Linked DNA regions of Ovis aries: region 2 is linked to region 1. The links are chromatin contacts, called in public Hi-C maps. All regions are on one chromosome and are shown on one strand. The core of a region is the stretch at or near the end of the contact, and the rest is flanking DNA. Distances in the headings are between cores, read along the strand shown. Region 1 holds the start of POGLUT3 (protein O-glucosyltransferase 3). Region 2 holds the start of DDX10 (DEAD-box helicase 10).

The links. Hi-C and Micro-C count contacts between places; a contact is called where the count stands out from the background.
Region 2: a contact with region 1 is called in a Hi-C map of muscle, with 2.9 times the contacts expected there. The contact joins the promoter of DDX10 here to the promoter of POGLUT3 in region 1.

Annotation. Positions count from the first base shown.
Region 1 is chr15:17,873,472-17,876,135 of ARS-UI_Ramb_v3.0, reverse strand. POGLUT3 (protein O-glucosyltransferase 3) reads left to right here and starts at 1,322. Exons shown (of 7, transcript XM_060399696.1): 1 at 1,322-1,763. The coding sequence starts at 1,562.
Region 2 is chr15:18,041,051-18,043,714 of ARS-UI_Ramb_v3.0, reverse strand. It overlaps DDX10 (DEAD-box helicase 10), which reads right to left and starts at 1,304. Exons shown (of 18, transcript XM_004016001.6): 1 at 1,010-1,304. The coding sequence starts at 1,195.

The sequences.
Region 1 (2,664 bases), core at 73-2,572:
TGTGATTTACTTTACCTGTTTACTCATTAGAGAGGGTGCCCACACCTTCTCTCTTCGGGTGTATATTTCTGCCTAGTTTCTGACTTAAATAAACTGCTTCTCTGTGTGCTCTCCCACTTGTTGTGCTGTGTCTTTAATAATAAACTTTGTACCTTTTTTAGTTTTTACCTCCTTGAAACTTTCAGATTAGGGTAAGAGCCACTTTGCTTTCAGCTTCTAGCTCCTGGGCTTCCCTGGTGTCTCAGACAGTAAAGAGTCTGCCTGCAGTGCCGGGGACCAGGGTTCGATCCCTGGGTTGGGAAGGTTACCCTGGAGAAGGAAATGGCAACCCACTCCAGTATTCTTGCCTGGAAAACCCCATGGACGGAGGAGCCTGGCAGGCTACAGTCCATGGGGTCGCAAAGAATCCCTCATGACTGAGTGACTTCACTAAATTAAGTAGGAGGTTTGTCATTTTCACCTAACAGGAAGTCCAGAAGGTGCTGGGAGGTAGGGGGATGGGTCCTCCCTCCTTTCTACCTCTATGAGCAGGAGCACTTAAGTCTATTTCTACCTGGTGGTCTAGTAGCTAAGATTCCTGGTTTTCATCTAGGTTACCCTGGTTCATTTCCTGTGGAGGGAACTAAGATCTCTCTTTGGGACACTGAAACTTACTGTTGCCCATCCAAGATCAAAATGGTGGGAAGAGAAAGGTAGTCAGTGACTTCCCGCTACCAGAGTCCTTGCCAGTCTTTCCCCAGATCCAACGTCCAGCATCTGAGGACCGAGGCGCATTCAAGACCAATCAACCCCCGTCGGTTACGGGACAGCAGTTTCTGACTCTGAGGTGATGCTCACCCACCAGCCTCAACTCTGACTCCTGCTACTGAGCGCAACTTTTGGTTCCTCGCTTGAGGCTTGGCTCCAACTCAGCAAAGGTTGAACAAACATTTGTTGAAAGAAGGGAAGTATAGGGTTTAGGGGATTTCGGAGACTGGAGGGAGTTACAGTTTAGTGAGGGAGACTGCTGAGCAGAAAACAAGACAGGTAATACAGTTTGATGGGTGCTGTTGTGAACGGAAGGGCTGGGAGAGTTGGCCTTGGACGGGAATCGGGAATGACATTTTGCTCTGCGTCTTTTAAACCCAGTGAAATTCGTTGTTTGAAGGCGTTCGCGTAAGCTCTTCGCCACTGGGCCTTTTCTCTACAGCAATCATCCTGTGCGTCCTTTAAAAAAGACAAGTTTCCTCTGACGAGTTGCCAAACTCCAGCAGCAGAAGCGGCAGCAGGGCACAGCCTCAAGCACGCCGGTCTCAGCAGCGCCCCCTCCGCCCTGGTCCTCAGACCCGCGCTGCCGGTTGCTGGGCCTGGAGCGGGAGAGCCGAGTCCATTGCGGCCCCGCGGCCGCGCCCGGCCCCTCTGCGACGGGCTGGCCCTCGCCTTCCGGCCGAGTGGGAACCAGGGGCGGAGCCGCGGGCGGCGGAGCGAAGCCCGCCCCGGAGTGGGCCCCGCTCCCGGCCCGCCGCGCGCCCGGCACCTCCCCGCCGCCGCCGCCGAGCTGGGGCGCCGTGGCCCTGAGACCATGCGCCATCTGCCGCGGGCCCGGCTGCTGGCGCTGCAACTCGCCCTGCTCGTGGCCTCAGGGGCCCTGGAGGCGCCGCTCAGCGCGCCGCGGAGCCTGGTGTGGGGCCCCGGGCTGCAGGCGGGCGTCGTTCTGCCGGTCCGCTATTTCTACCTGCAGGCTGTCAGCTCGGAGGGCCAAAACCTCACCCGCTCGCCCCCAGGTAGTGTTCGACCGCGGACCTCCCCCGCCCTGCGGCCGCTCCGCGCTTCCCCTGCACGCGTCCCGGCCTCGACCGCGCGCCCCTCCCCGGGAACCCGCCCGCCGCCCGCGCGGCGTCCTTCCCTCGGCGCTGGTCACCTCCTCTTCTCCTCCCTTCCCAGACCCAAAGGCGGAAGGGAGTTGCAGCGCAAGTCTACTGAATGAATAAATGAACTCCGAGCTCCCTTCCGCAGTTAACGTGCGGGGACTGATAATCCGTATGGATGGCGCCCGGGGTGTTCATGAAAGCAGTGTGAGTCACAAGTTGGAGGTGGTCTTTCTACGCTTGACGAGTTGTCTGATCTGTTACAGCTTGCAGGGAGTGCCTTCACGCGTTGAGTCATCCAGCCCGAGAATCGGATCGGGGTGCGTTGTTTAGGCCTGATCCTACAAAAAGCAGATGTCAGAGAAGCAGGCAATTTAGGAGGCAGTTTTGCAGGCTAGATTTTTTGTTTTCTTAGAGTTTCGAGTTCTTGAAAGCGGATCGCAGGAATTAGTGAAACTCGGAACTAACTAGGTTTTCCCTCTGGTCCTGTCCTGAATCCCTTCTGCCCAGTCGTCCTCCCAGGTTCTCCTTAGTATCTTAAGTTTGCGACTTCTAAACAGCTTGTCCTGCTAGTTTCGAATTGTTGCTAGTCAGGATTTGCTGATTTATGTCCTGTCAACTGGCACCCGGTTTTGTCAACAAAGAGACAATCAGAATACCCAGCGCCCTTTCCACCGCCAGTGGAAAACTGAGTACTTTGGTTTTTTAAGAAGTCTCCATGGCCCTAAGGATCAGAAGATCCTTAAACCCAGATGTAGTCTTTCACCACGGAGTGTATTTTCTTCTTTATAGTTTTCTTTGTTTTCTAAAAATAATT
Region 2 (2,664 bases), core at 55-2,554, 170 kb before region 1:
CCTCAAGGTTCTCATCTGTAAAAGGGAAATAAGACCCAATACCTCAGATCAAGTCAAATAATTAATGTAAACCACATGGTGAGTGGCTTACAATGTGTCATTATTTACCATTAGGTTGTATTATTTTTACGAACATTACAAAATCACTGCAGATGGGGACTGAAGTCATGAAATTAAAAGATGCTTGCGCCTTGGAAGGAAAGTTATGACCACCCTAGACAGCATATTAAAAAGCAGAGACATTACTTAACCAACCAAGGTCCGTCTAGTCAAAGCTATGATTTTTCCAGTAGTCATGTATGGATGTGAGAGTTGGACTATGAAGAAAGTTGAGCGCCGAAGAATTGATACTTTTGAACTGTGGTGTTGGAGAAGACTCTTGAGAGTCCCTTGGACTGCAAGGAGAGCCAACCAGTCCATCCTAAAGGAAATCAATCCTGAATATTCATTGGAAGGACTGATGCTGAAGCTGAAACTCCAATACTTTGGCCACCTGATGCGAAGAACTGACTCATCTGAAAAGAGCCTGATGCTGGGAAAGATTAAAGGCAGGAGGAGAAGGGGACGACAAAGGATAAGATGGTTGGATGGCATCACCGACTCAATGGCCAAGAGTCTGAATAAACTCCGGGAGTTGGTGATGGGCAGGGAGGTCTGGCGTGCTGCAGTAGTCCTGGGGTCACAAAGAGTCGGACACGACTGAGCGACTGAACTGAACTGATAACTATAATAGCAATTAATCTCCTTATGCTTAAGCACTACTACATTTTCCCCATTTTATCAAAACCATTGTAGTGAGCCAGAGGGCGGCCTGGTCGGTCAGGAGGCCTGGGCTTGGCACCCAGCAGACCACCTGTGGCCTCAATGGAGCCCCCGGAGGCACCTCGCATCCCACCCCCTTCTCCTGCTCCCCAGGCAAGGTCCCAGTGACCGGTCGGCCCGCTCGCCCATGCAGCCCAGTGCGGCAAGGACATGCGGCCCCGCGCCCCCTCCCCGGCGCCGGCCTCACCTTCTCGTAATTCTGCATGAGGCGGCTGATAACCTCGCGCTCGACCTGCCACTCGGGTTTCTTCAGCTGCTTCCTCAACTGCTTCTTTTGGCTCTGCTTGTGGCTGTGTTTCTTCTTCCAACGATTGAAGCTCCGCACCGGGTCGGGCCGGGCTCCCGTAGCCCGAGAGTCCGCGGTTTTTCCCATCGCGGCGGCGACGGCGACAGCCCACAGCTCGGTGAGACTTGAGACCTCTCGGGCCAGGCGCGGAGATCACGCACTGAGAGGACGCGGAACCGGCGTGGGGCGAGAGCACGAATGCGCAGGCGCGAAACCAGAAGCCCACCCCCCCCCGCCCTGAGCTTTTAAAACCGGGGCACGCGCCGTCCACAGCCAGGGAAAACTGGATGGTGATTGGCGACTTGGAATTCGCGGGGCGGAGCGAATGAGTCTCTGGTGGAAGTAGAGGCGGAGCAGTCTGAGGAAGAGGACCGGGCTGAGTGGCTCCTAAAGCATGCAGTCGCTTTAAATAGGCGCACGAGCCCTGCTTGCTGTTACTATGGTGACGTCATACAACCTAACTCTTAAAAGGCTGTTACTTTGCCCTGCGTTTTCCTTGGAAAACCGCAGGCTAACACACATCCCGCAAACCCCAGTATACATCCACACAAAATCTGTGGATTAGAATTGTGATCCTCGTTTTTCACGTTTCAGCCCGGGGAGCGGAATGATTTGCTATTGTGTTAATTCTTTGTTGTTGTTTTTTAATATTTTACCCTCTAAGTATAGAGTCTGTGGGGTTTCCAGGTGGCTCAATGGTGAAAAATACACCTAGGAGACCCAAGTTCATTCCCTGGGTCGGAAAGATCCCCTGGAGCAGAAAACGGCAACCCACTCCAGTATTCTTGCCTGAAAACTCCCATAGGCAGAGGAGCTTGGCGGGCTACAGTCCATGGGGTGGCAGAGTCCGACACGACTGAACGAGTGAGCACGTACATAGTCTTTAGTCCATAGCACTAATAGCTGCATGTATGCTTTTGAAATCCAACTTCAATTTTGAACGTTTAACATTTTGCTGACATACATTTTCATTCTCTTTATCATTTCTTGAAACATGATAAATACCAATCTTTGCACCTATTTGCATTTTTTTCATTCATTGATAGTTTTCAATAAGAACAAATTCCTTCAAGGTACAATAAACAGAATCTAATAAGTTTTCACTATTTTAGAAAGTTTCTATTTTTAAAAAAGTTTCCAAAACTTCCACCTGTGCTGCTTATTTTTATTTTTTAATATGTATCTATTTGACTGTGTTGGGTCTTCGTTGCAAGATATAACATAAGAGCTTTGTATTTTATCTCAAATGTGTAAAAGTTCGAAAGAGTATATACCCCCCAAAACTGCTAAATTTCAACATTGACTATTTTTGCCTAATGACATTTTATGAGAACAAAGAAACAGGCACTATTACATAATCATCTAATTGCTAAATTATTGTGATAAAATATGTACTTTGGGGATCTTATTTTGACTGCAGAGTCAGAGGATGCCCCCCCTTTTTTAAAAAAACAAATCTGAGTTTTAACAAATAACAAATGTTGGTAAGAATGTAGGAAAAAGGAAACCCTCATACAGTGTTGGTGGGAATGTAAATTGGTGCAGCTGGGAAACAT